2 separate regions of the Canis lupus genome follow, and region 2 is linked to region 1. The links are chromatin contacts, called in public Hi-C maps. All regions are on one chromosome and are shown on one strand. Each heading gives the region's core, a stretch centred on a gene start, on an enhancer-like site or on the middle of the called end of the contact. The rest is flanking DNA. Distances are from core to core; before and after follow the strand shown. Region 1 overlaps ELMO1 (engulfment and cell motility protein 1). Region 2 has its middle 9.3 kb from the start of GPR141.

Region 1 (5,152 bases), core at 1,625-4,124:
CACTTGGCTCTGCCAGGCAGTGGGTCAGCAGGGGTGTTAAAATCAAGTTGTAACCTCTAACAGAGTGCTCTGAACTTCCATGCCTTCTTCTCTCCTGCTTGCTTTCCTTTCTGTGGTGGCGATGGCGCCGCTAGGTTGGTGTAGAGAGCAGTGTTGACATCCTTGATTGTCCTCTGACTGTAAGTCCTCAATCTTCTGCTCCTGCCCAAACCTGCCTGTGTGTCCCCCTCACCCTTCCCACCCCTGTGTCTGGGCTCTCCTTGCTTCCTGCGAGTTTTTCACCTTGATCGAATTCATGGTTGTAGTTTTGAATCATAGCCTAGTTTCTTCTCTACTCAGCAAGAGTAGCAACTCAAACGCTGAAATCCAGCCCCACCCTACCAAAAAACACTCAAGTGCCTTCCTGAATATGAGCAGTATTTTCATTTTTGAATGTTTGCACCAAGGTTGTACCCAACTTTATAGTTTGAACTTAATACCTGTTTCTCGATATTTAGAAAGAATGTCTATGAATCATTTCTTTTAATAAAGCCATCTACAAATCCTCGGTGCTAGGCAGGCCAAAGCCCCAAATACAATGTGTATAAATGAGGCCTAGCAAGGTGGGGTGGGGGCTCTTGGAGATTAGCCCCTGCCCAGATATTTGTCTGTCCCAAAAGCGCCACACACTTGACTGGCAAAGACTGTTTTCAAGCCCTGGGGTACATACCACTCACTCTTTGGTTTTGCACAGATTAAGATCAAATGGCTCTTAGAAGACTGGGAGACTTAACATGGTTGGAACTCCTTGGTGCAGGCATGTTTCCTAGTAAAACCTCTCTGCACATGTGCAGTCTAATAAAAGCTGATGAACCTTTTGAGTGGAGAACCATTGCTTTTCATCTGGAGAATTTGCTTTTTATTCAACACTCACTTTTTCCTGGAAGGAGGAAATTCCTTAAAAAGGAAGAAGTTTGTGGGTGCCAGATTTTTCTTCCTTTGCTTTTGGACGAGGCTCTGTTATCTGAACATAACATGCAAAAAGCCATTTGAATACTATGGACTGTTTGAGTCTCTCCTTTCACAAGAAATACTGCTGATATCCAGTTAGGAAGCACAGTCAGGATCAAGCCATTCGGGGCCATGTTGAAATGTATTTCTCTAACCTCAGGTTTTGCGTGGGTGTGTTTTTCTTCAACAGGAGATGGCGAACATTTTGGCTCAGAAGCAACTGCGTTCCATCATTTTAACAGTGAGTATCTCTGTGGTGTGAGTACTGTCTTGGGCAGGAATGGTTTGGTGCATTCATTTATCTCCTCTTTTGGCTTCAGTCTGTGGTTTGTTCTGTGCCTTTGCTTCTGTGAGGAAGCAGTAGTAACTAGAAAGGAAGAAGAAGTGCGCCTTTGGAATTGGAAGAAACGGGCTTTCCCACAGGAATGGTCTCATGTGACTGGAGGGAGGAGTCTCTGGAACTGCTCTAGAAAAGACTTTCTGCCAGGAAGGGGTGGAAACCTCTCCCAGGGGGGCAGGTTTATTACACTCCCCATCACATTAGTTTTGCATTTAGGAAATCAGGGGCTCTAGGACCTAAAAAAAAAAAAAATCCACTGCTGTGAACCTAAACTGTTTTTAATGTAGAAGCTTAACTGGAAACCTCTTGGACTCTGACAGAAGTCCTGAAATGATGACAGGCATCTCCCTGGACCCCTTTGCAGCAGAGACAGGCAGGAAAGGCGTACATGGAATCCACTCGTTAACTACAATGCAGAGATGATGACCTGGAATGTCAGTGGAAAAGAAGCCCTACACGTTATGTCTTGAATGTTTAGAAATAAATCAAGTGACATGATTTCCTGAGGCCTTATCCGCTATTTAACTTTAACCAAAGACTGAAAGAAGCATGCGTGATTGATTCCCAGCATTACCAAAGAAGCAATTTCTGTTTCTGTGATTTCAAAGAGGAGTTCTCTGCAAGCTCACAATCATACACACACACACACACACACACACGCACACACGCATTCCAATACCGTGAGGCAACTGCAAATTAAAAACCTTATGAGGGCAAACACAATAAATATTCTAGAACCCAAAGCCAATAGCAAGGACTACAATTTGTCATCAAGTGTGATTTTAAACTTCCTGGCTGACAAGGCCTTAAAAAGAAACATATGAGTGTGATTTTCATTGTTTGATAAAAGAGGTTACCTCAGTTCTTGGGGGATGACATACCTTTTTCCCTGGAACTGGAATATGAAATGGGTGTTGGTAGAACATTCGAATAGATTCTTGGCCCGAGAATAGTGTGGTAGAGACTGCAGGAGGATTCATAATGTTCATCTTTACCCCAGTTCTCAGTGAAAGTGGAACCTACAGTATCAGAGCGAAGTTCAGGGAAGGTATTTGTGTAAGAGGAGGAAGGTGGAGAGACGAAGGATTGGAAGTGTTATATTAAGGTCTTAGCCTGCTCTTCTGATTTTGGTGTGGCCGTCGGGGTGAGAATGCCTGTAGATGGGGTGAGTGGAATGGCTGTAACCAACGTGTCTGAAAGATCCGTTTGCTTCAATGGGACTTCTGTGGGACCGTGATGGTTGGCAGTTCAAGGCTGCTATCCTCAGGCAAAAAGTTGAAGTGCAGATACTTTGGAGTTGCTAATAAAATAGATGGCCTACACACCTTGGGTAGGAAGCATATACTCTGAATTAACATTCTGTTCTGAAAATGGAAGGATACAGGTTTCACTCCACCCCCCACCCCCGAATCTCACCACCTACCTACCTCCCCACCCCCACCGCCCTCATTATTTTGGTTCTGTGGCTTTTTTCTGTTCCTCATTCTTCTCCACACCCCTCCCTCTTTAACCGACTATTTTGACACGGTACTCACAGCCAGGGCGTGGAGTCCCAAGTGCATGCTGGGTTGGGGCACCTCAAGAAAGTTCTTTCAGACAGCAAGACGTGGTTGGGTCCAGGGCATTCAAAACAACCGATTTGAATGGTTGTTTCACCACATTGACTGGTTGTTCGGCATTTTTAAGGCACAACCATGGTCTCTGCGCAAGAGGATGTAGGTTAGGCCCAAGGGTTCAATCTCCTTTCTGACCCAGCTCCAGTGGGGGGCAAAGGCACCCATATCTAGTCCTGCCATTTCTTTTGTATTTGTTCCATTTTGGTTCTGTTTCTAAGGGGGTCATTTTATTTTTTTTTCATTTAATTGTTGGCAGGTGAGTTAAGGTAGGCACGTGAATCCGCTCATTTTCTTGTGGTGGTGGTGTTTTCTGGAGAAGTTTCCATAGTGAATTAACTTCGGGTCTGATTGGAACTTTGCTTTTTTATGTTGCTTCTCAAACTCTGCCCCATTTAGAAGCTGGATCACCTGTCAGAGACCATTGTAGGGTAAGATGATGGCAAAGTTGCTTACAATACCTACGCACCATTTGTCCCTCCACTGCATGCAGGGAAGGCTTTTGTTGTAGAAACCCACCTTTCTCTTCAAGATACTCTTATCTCCGGCACACTTTCTTGATTTATATAGCTGCACTCACCAGGGCATTTGCAGTGCCTTCCTTTCTTCTACTCTCTGCTGCACACAGGAGGTCTTTACCTGGATTCTGGCCCACACATCCAGAACTTTACTGGGCCCTGCAATGTCAAGAAAAGCTCCAAGATCACCTGCATCCTCACCTTCCAGCTGACAGGTGGTCCCACCAACCTGCATTCCCCGTGCCTCCACGGGAAGACTTCTGGGCTTCTGCTTGGTGTAATGACTGGGCTTAATTGTTGCTGGCTTTTTCCTTCTTCCTTTTCTTAAGAAAAAAAAATCCTGATTTCTGAACTATCTCCCCAGCACGTCATCCGAGCTCAGAGAGCCATCAACAATGAAATGGCACACCAGCTGTACGTGCTGCAGGTACTTACCTTCAACCTTCTAGAAGACCGGATGATGACCAAGATGGACCCCCAGGACCAGGTGCGTGCTCACTAGACAGCAGCAAAAAGGCACATAAGGGAGAGAAAATGGTTAGTAAAATCTCTCGGGCTACTCCGAGATCCAGAATTTTTAGATAATGATGTTGTTTTCTTACCATCTGAGAACTTGGGGGAATGCATTTTTTTTTGAGATTTTATTTATTAGAGAGAGACAGAGAGAGTGCAGCAGGGGGAGGGGCAGTGGGAGACCGAGAAGAAGGCTCCCCGCTGAGCAGGGAGCCTAACTCAGGCCTCCATCCCAGGACTCTGAGATCATGACCTGAGCTGAAGTCAGATGCTTAACTGACGGAGCCACCCAGACGCCCTAGAACTTGGAAGAATGTATTTAAAATTTAGATGAACTTTGACTCAGAGAATAAGAATAAAGCAAATGGATTCTTTCATTATGCATCACACACATGCTTACTCTTCCTTTCTTGGCTAAGAAAGCCTGATGTCACATGGCCACCAACCTTGGCCCTTGGTCCCAATACCTTCAAAGGTAATAGCTCTGGAGTCAAGGTCCCAGACAAGTAGGGCCTCTGGTTGCTCCGCGTGATACTGATTCAGGTTGAGGAAGTAATTTCCGTTCTCCAGTGATCAGTGCCGAGGGGGGGGGGGGTGGTCCCAGGCTACACCTGATCTCTGGGCTTGCATTTTGGTCGGTCGGCTGTTTGTTACAATTCTCTCTAGGTCTCTGGTTGTTGTGCGTGGAAGGTTCTGTCTCTGTCCAAAGGCTTTTGGGGAACTTTACTGTGTGAGGACAGAGTGCGAGGAAACAGCTGGGAGCCCTGCTGTAGCACATTTTCAACTTAAGCAGCGCTGCAGCTTTGGAAAGGAAAACACTCATTATTGGCACGTGAGGGCCTGATCTATTGCAGATGTGCACTGCACATGTGAAGTGTGTAACTGCTGCAGCACTTCGTCCATGGCGCGAGGCCATGCGATTAAGAATGATGGAGAGGCTTTGAGAGGCTGTCCAACGTGCCCCGGACTTTTGGCAAGGCCAAGTGTAATCATCTGAGAGATGAGACTGTCATCTTACCACTCCTAGTGACGGAAGGCCATGCATCTTAATGTGGAACGGCCCTCCCCGTTTGGAAATGCTTCCTTTTATTTATTTAAAACATACATATTTTTTTTTCTTATTGTGGTAAAACATACGTAACAAAAGACTTGCCATTTTTAACCATTCTTCAGGGCTT
Region 2 (5,068 bases), core at 2,293-4,792, 320 kb before region 1:
GTAACTGAATCACCAGGCAAAAACGTTTATTCCAGGTTAAGCCAGGCCAACACCTAATTTTAAGCTTCAAGCATCCTGACCCTGTTTACAGAAATAGTCTTATTTTCTCTGACCTTAACCTTAATTTCCTTGCTTACTTTCCATTTCTGCATCCACTTAGCTCTTAACTGTTTTGCTTTGTCTCCCGTGAAGGACCCTGTGCTTGCTTTTTGTAGTTAAGGGTGGATTTGACTTCTTTAGTTCCAGGTAGACTTCCCACCTGATTGAGCCCTAGCCAACTCATCATCTATGATGGTTTCCTTAGTTCCTTAATACTCACGCCTCAAGTGAGAGGTTCACAGTTCTCCTGAGAATGACCAGCTCTTTCCAGAGAAACTTAATAGATAGTTATAGTGGGTCTTTACTTTAGCTGCTCCTAATGTTGCATTTTTATTTTTTAAAAAAATCATCCCATGTTTTCCTGTTTCCTTAACATTTGTGTTTCCGTCCTCATTTTGGTTACTGCATCTCTACAGTACATTTTTTTTCTTGGAGGATGAGTTTGTTTATTTTAAAGATTGATTTATTTGAGAGAGTGTGTGTGTGCACATGAGCAGATGGTGGGGTAAGGGGAGAGAGAATGTCCAGCAAACTTTTTGCTGAGTACAGAGCCTAAGGTGGTGCTCGTTCCCAAGACCCTGAAATCATGACCTGAGCTGAAATCAAGAGTCAGATACTTAACTGACTGAGCCACCCAGGCGCCTCTTAGAGGATGAATTTATTAATTTACTCAGCAAATGCCTATTTTACCATTGTATTTATACTTACCAGCACAGCTCCAGAAGCTGCCTATTAATTTGATTCTACCTTTGCTGGGGAACTTGTCATCTCCTTGTACTACAGCATAGGCCTCATCATACTGGCCAGCAGTCGGCTGGATGCTATTTATTTCTGAATTCCTTAGCCTTGGTACACAAGTCTCCTCATTCACACACAATCTCTCATTTGCTATCATTCCCAATTTGTAAATAAAAACCTTAATTTATCTACTGTAATAAAGTCAAATTTAAGTCAATATACATATTTTGTTTATAATTTAACAGAAAATAAATTCTATGAAATTACAGAGTATAATTTATATACAGTGACTGACCAACACTTAGCACAGTAGCACAAAACACGTTGCATATGCTCAATAATTGTTTGCTTAGTGGGAAGATGGATGGTTGGATTGATGTATAGATGGATGGATGGATGCTCAGTATGTGCCAGACTGATATTAAGAATTTCATATAAAATAAATAAGCCCTGGAGATGTATTGTACGGCGTGATGAGTATAGCTAATACTGTATTATATATTTGAAAATGGGTAGAAGAGTAAATCTTCGAAAAGAAAACTATAACTGTGTTTGATGGATGTTAAAGTAGAATTATTGTGGTGACAATTTCACTATATATGCAAATGTTGAATCATTATGTTATACATATGAAACCAACATAAGGTTATATGTCAGTTGTATCTCAAATAAATAAGAATTTAATATTTTTTTATATCATCCCTTCAGCAACTCTTGGGGGTAAGAGTCATTAGGCTAAAAAAAAAAAAAAAAAAAAAAAGAATCATTAGGCTCATTTTCTAGATGGGAAAGAAAACTCAGAAATAGGACGGTAACTTTCCAAGACTGTTGCTTATAAATACTGTCATTACTTGGTATTATGTTAGAGTTGCATTAATGATTATGATTAATAATCCTATTAGCTAGCATCTGTTGAATACTTATGCCTTCCATTAAGTATTTTCCTCACATTATCTTATATATAGTCCTCAGGCAACCCTGTAATACATTATTATGTCTGTTATATGTAGTCTTTAGTATTGCATCCAAAAGTGTCTTCTCCGTACATACGTGAGATGTGAAATACTACCTTTTCACTTGTTCACACTTCTCTCTCCATGGCTAGCACGAGAAGTAGAACCTCTGCTTCTGCTTTCTGGGAAGAGGTATTATCCAACCTAAGTAAAAATCAGTAAATGTCAGTTGCTCCTCCAGTTCCCCATTACTAGAAAAGATAGTCATCCAGATGGCTAAACTGTCATCACTAAATTAATCTGACTTTATCTCCCACTATTGATAGGGATTAGGATAGGACTGCAAGGTTTTGACATACTGTGATAATATTAAATGTACGTATTTGTTTTCTTTTACGTATCATCTCAGGCAATTAAATAGCTTGCTAAATGACGTGCTTTTCTAAGAGAACTCAACTATGAATTGGATTAATCTAATATCATCATTCCTGATTTTATTTTTTATTGAAGTGTAATTGACATGTAGCGTTCTATTAGTTTCCGGTACACAAAATAATGATTTGATTCTTGTGAGGAGGACTTTAAAGATTCACTTTTAGTGACTTTCAAACGTGCAATACGGTATTGTTAACTATAGTCACCTTTGATTCTTAGATTGCCTCTCTTACTAGAGTCTGAGACCCTCATAGGGTTTCTTCACTTTTTAAAAATCTTATTTCTCTCTCCTTTTCCACCTGAAGAAATCTAAATTCCTATCTTCCAGGTTTATTCTTTTTTTGTCATCTGATCTGCCCTATTACCAAAACTTTCTAATGCATTCTTCATCTTATTTATTGACTTCTTCAGTTCCAGAATTAAGATTTCTTTTTTAAAAGTAATTTCAATCTCTTTGGTACAGTAGTCCTTCTGTTCATTAATTTTATTCTTGGGTTTATTGAATTAATTGCCTTTCTGCATTTTCTGTAGTTCATTGAATTTCTTCATAACAGCCATTTGGGGATTTGTGTTTTTGTTTTAAAAATTTTTATTTGAGGGTAGCTGATACACAATGTTACATTAGCATCAAATGTACAACATAGTGATTCAGCATCTCTCTAAGTCATGCTATGTTCACAAGTGTAGTCAGCATCATTACCCTACAACGCTATTACAAAATCATTGACTATATTCTCTATGCTGTGCCTTTTATCCCCAATCTATTCATTCCATAACTGGAAGCACTCCCTTTCACCTATTTTGCCCATCCTCACTTCCCTTTCCTCTGGCAGCCGTGAGCTTGTTTTCCATAACAGCTATTTTGAATTATCAGTTAGATTGCAGTATGCCTTGTCCTAGAGTTCAGGTGGCTGAATTGTCATCTTCTTTTTGTGACCCCATATTACTATGACTTTTCATAGTGTTTCATGAAATGCGCCTCTGCCGTCACATTTAAGGTAGCAAACTCCTTTCTTATTTATGGAAGGCTTCGTTTACCTTGATGGTAACAGTTCAACAATAGGCAATTAGAAGCCTTTCTCTTTATTTCCAGGAGGTGGTGCTATAGCACAAGTTTTTTTGGTTTCCCTTATTGAGCCAAATATGCTACACACTTCATTTGCCACCTCCTCTGCCAGAGAGGTAACTGCTGCCAGCTGCTACGCTGCCACCAGCACAATCCCAGCATGTTGCAGCATTAGCTCTTGGGAATGGGGCTGCCTCACCTTCTCCTTCCCTTTCCTCTGATTCCAGAATTGTCTGTGTCTCCAAAGCCTCACCAAGTTCTCGCATCAGTTGGGCTAGTCCTCCACAAATTCTCTATTTCCCATTCGTGTACTCTCCAAATTACCTTTTTCCTGATAGCAGCAAGTGGGGACCATCCTCAGACTCCCTTGGGCGCATAGCCTCCTCTGAGGTCCTCTTGACCCACTTTTGGATGCACATGTGGGTGGATCTCGCAGGTGTTTTGGTGTACTACGCAGAGGCACTTTTGCTCAGTTCTGGATGCCCTGTTGGTTGTAAATCAAAGGGGAGGGGGATAAAGGAACAACCCACACTGTTCTGATGGTAATCTCACTCTCCTCCAAAACTTTACTTTGACGAGTGATGGCCCTAGGGTAACTAATTTTTCTTGGTTTGCCCAGAACTTGCATAGTTTTAGCATGGAAATCCCACATTCCAGAAAACCCCTCAATACTCAGCAAGCAGGGAACTTGAGCATACTCACCCTGCATGTCCCTTCAAAACAAGCCTCTAAAATCTGATACCAACGCCATACAAAACTGGAGTTCCATGAAAACCTATCAACCCACAACTCTATTCTTAGATAAATCACTTTTCTTTTCTATTTACTAAATATGGCACCTTCTTTGAAAATAAAAATCTAAATGATATCTCTCAGGCCTGATGGTGATGATGCTGGAAGGACAGTGGCTCACCAGATTGGGTGAGACTTGTGAAAAATGATGGCCATTATGTCAGGGTTCCTGCCATATCTCCTCCATGGCACAAACTGGGCTCCAAACAGCCGACCATGTAGATGTACAGAGGATTAAACCTCCTGTAGCTGTGGTGCCAATGGACGGGGATATCTGTGGGCACACACCATAATGTGGCCAGTGTCTCTAGTGGTTGCACAGTAGTGACCCCAGCAGACTTCAGGATCTTTCCTGAATGGGCTCACAACACAGTTTATTTTTTTTAAGATTTTATTTATTAATTTGACAGAGAGAGAGTGTGTGCACAGCAGAGGCAGAGGGGAGAGAGAGAGAGAAGCAGACTCTCCACTGAGCAGAGAGCCCGACTCAGGGCTCAATCCCAGGGCCCTGGAATCATGACCTGATCCAAAGGCAGACTCTTGGCCAACTTTGCCACCCGGGCACCCCTGGAGTTTACTTTAAGTTTGAGTTTTGTCCACACTGATGCTCTCATTCATATTTCGTAGCACTTTATTATTCAGTACTTGTCTGCCCTCATTTGAATGAGCATCTTCAGGAAACTTGTGTCATATTATGGGATGCTCTAGGTAGAGGTCAGAAAACTTTTTCCATAAATGGCCACATAGTACGTATTTTAGGCTTTGAGTGCCCTATGAGCCCTGCCACAACTACTCAAATCAGCCGTTATAAGTCAAAAGCAGTCATAGACAATATATACAAACGGCTGCGTCCCAATGATATTTTACTTATAAAAGCAGGCAGCAGGCCACATTTGGCCTGTGGATTGTACTTTGTGAACTTCTACTATTAACAGAAACAAGTGTAGTTAGCCACAGAGTTCTAGAGCAAACAAATGTTGAAGCA

Evidence for each region. Hi-C and Micro-C count contacts between places; a contact is called where the count stands out from the background.
Region 2: a Hi-C map of blood shows a contact between it and region 1, with 5 times the contacts expected there. The contact joins two enhancer-like sites. A contact is called at or near these places in 2 of 9 Hi-C or Micro-C datasets (both in blood).

Annotation. Positions count from the first base shown.
Region 1 is chr14:48,586,468-48,591,619 of UU_Cfam_GSD_1.0, reverse strand. It overlaps ELMO1 (engulfment and cell motility protein 1), which reads left to right. Exons shown (of 23, transcript XM_038557346.1): 11 at 135-179; 12 at 1,181-1,231; 13 at 3,826-3,948. Among named protein-coding and RNA genes, the nearest start is that of ELMO1, 200 kb to the left of the region's middle. Within about 2 kb of position 2,874, at least 3 of the 20 cell types and tissues checked have an H3K27ac peak or open chromatin away from gene starts, as enhancers often do. A contact at or near this core is called in blood, where this site is marked.
Region 2 is chr14:48,902,930-48,907,997 of UU_Cfam_GSD_1.0, reverse strand. No RefSeq gene overlaps it. Among named protein-coding and RNA genes, the nearest start is that of GPR141, 9.3 kb to the left of the region's middle. Within about 2 kb of position 3,542, at least 1 of the 20 cell types and tissues checked has an H3K27ac peak or open chromatin away from gene starts, as enhancers often do. A contact at or near this core is called in blood, where this site is marked.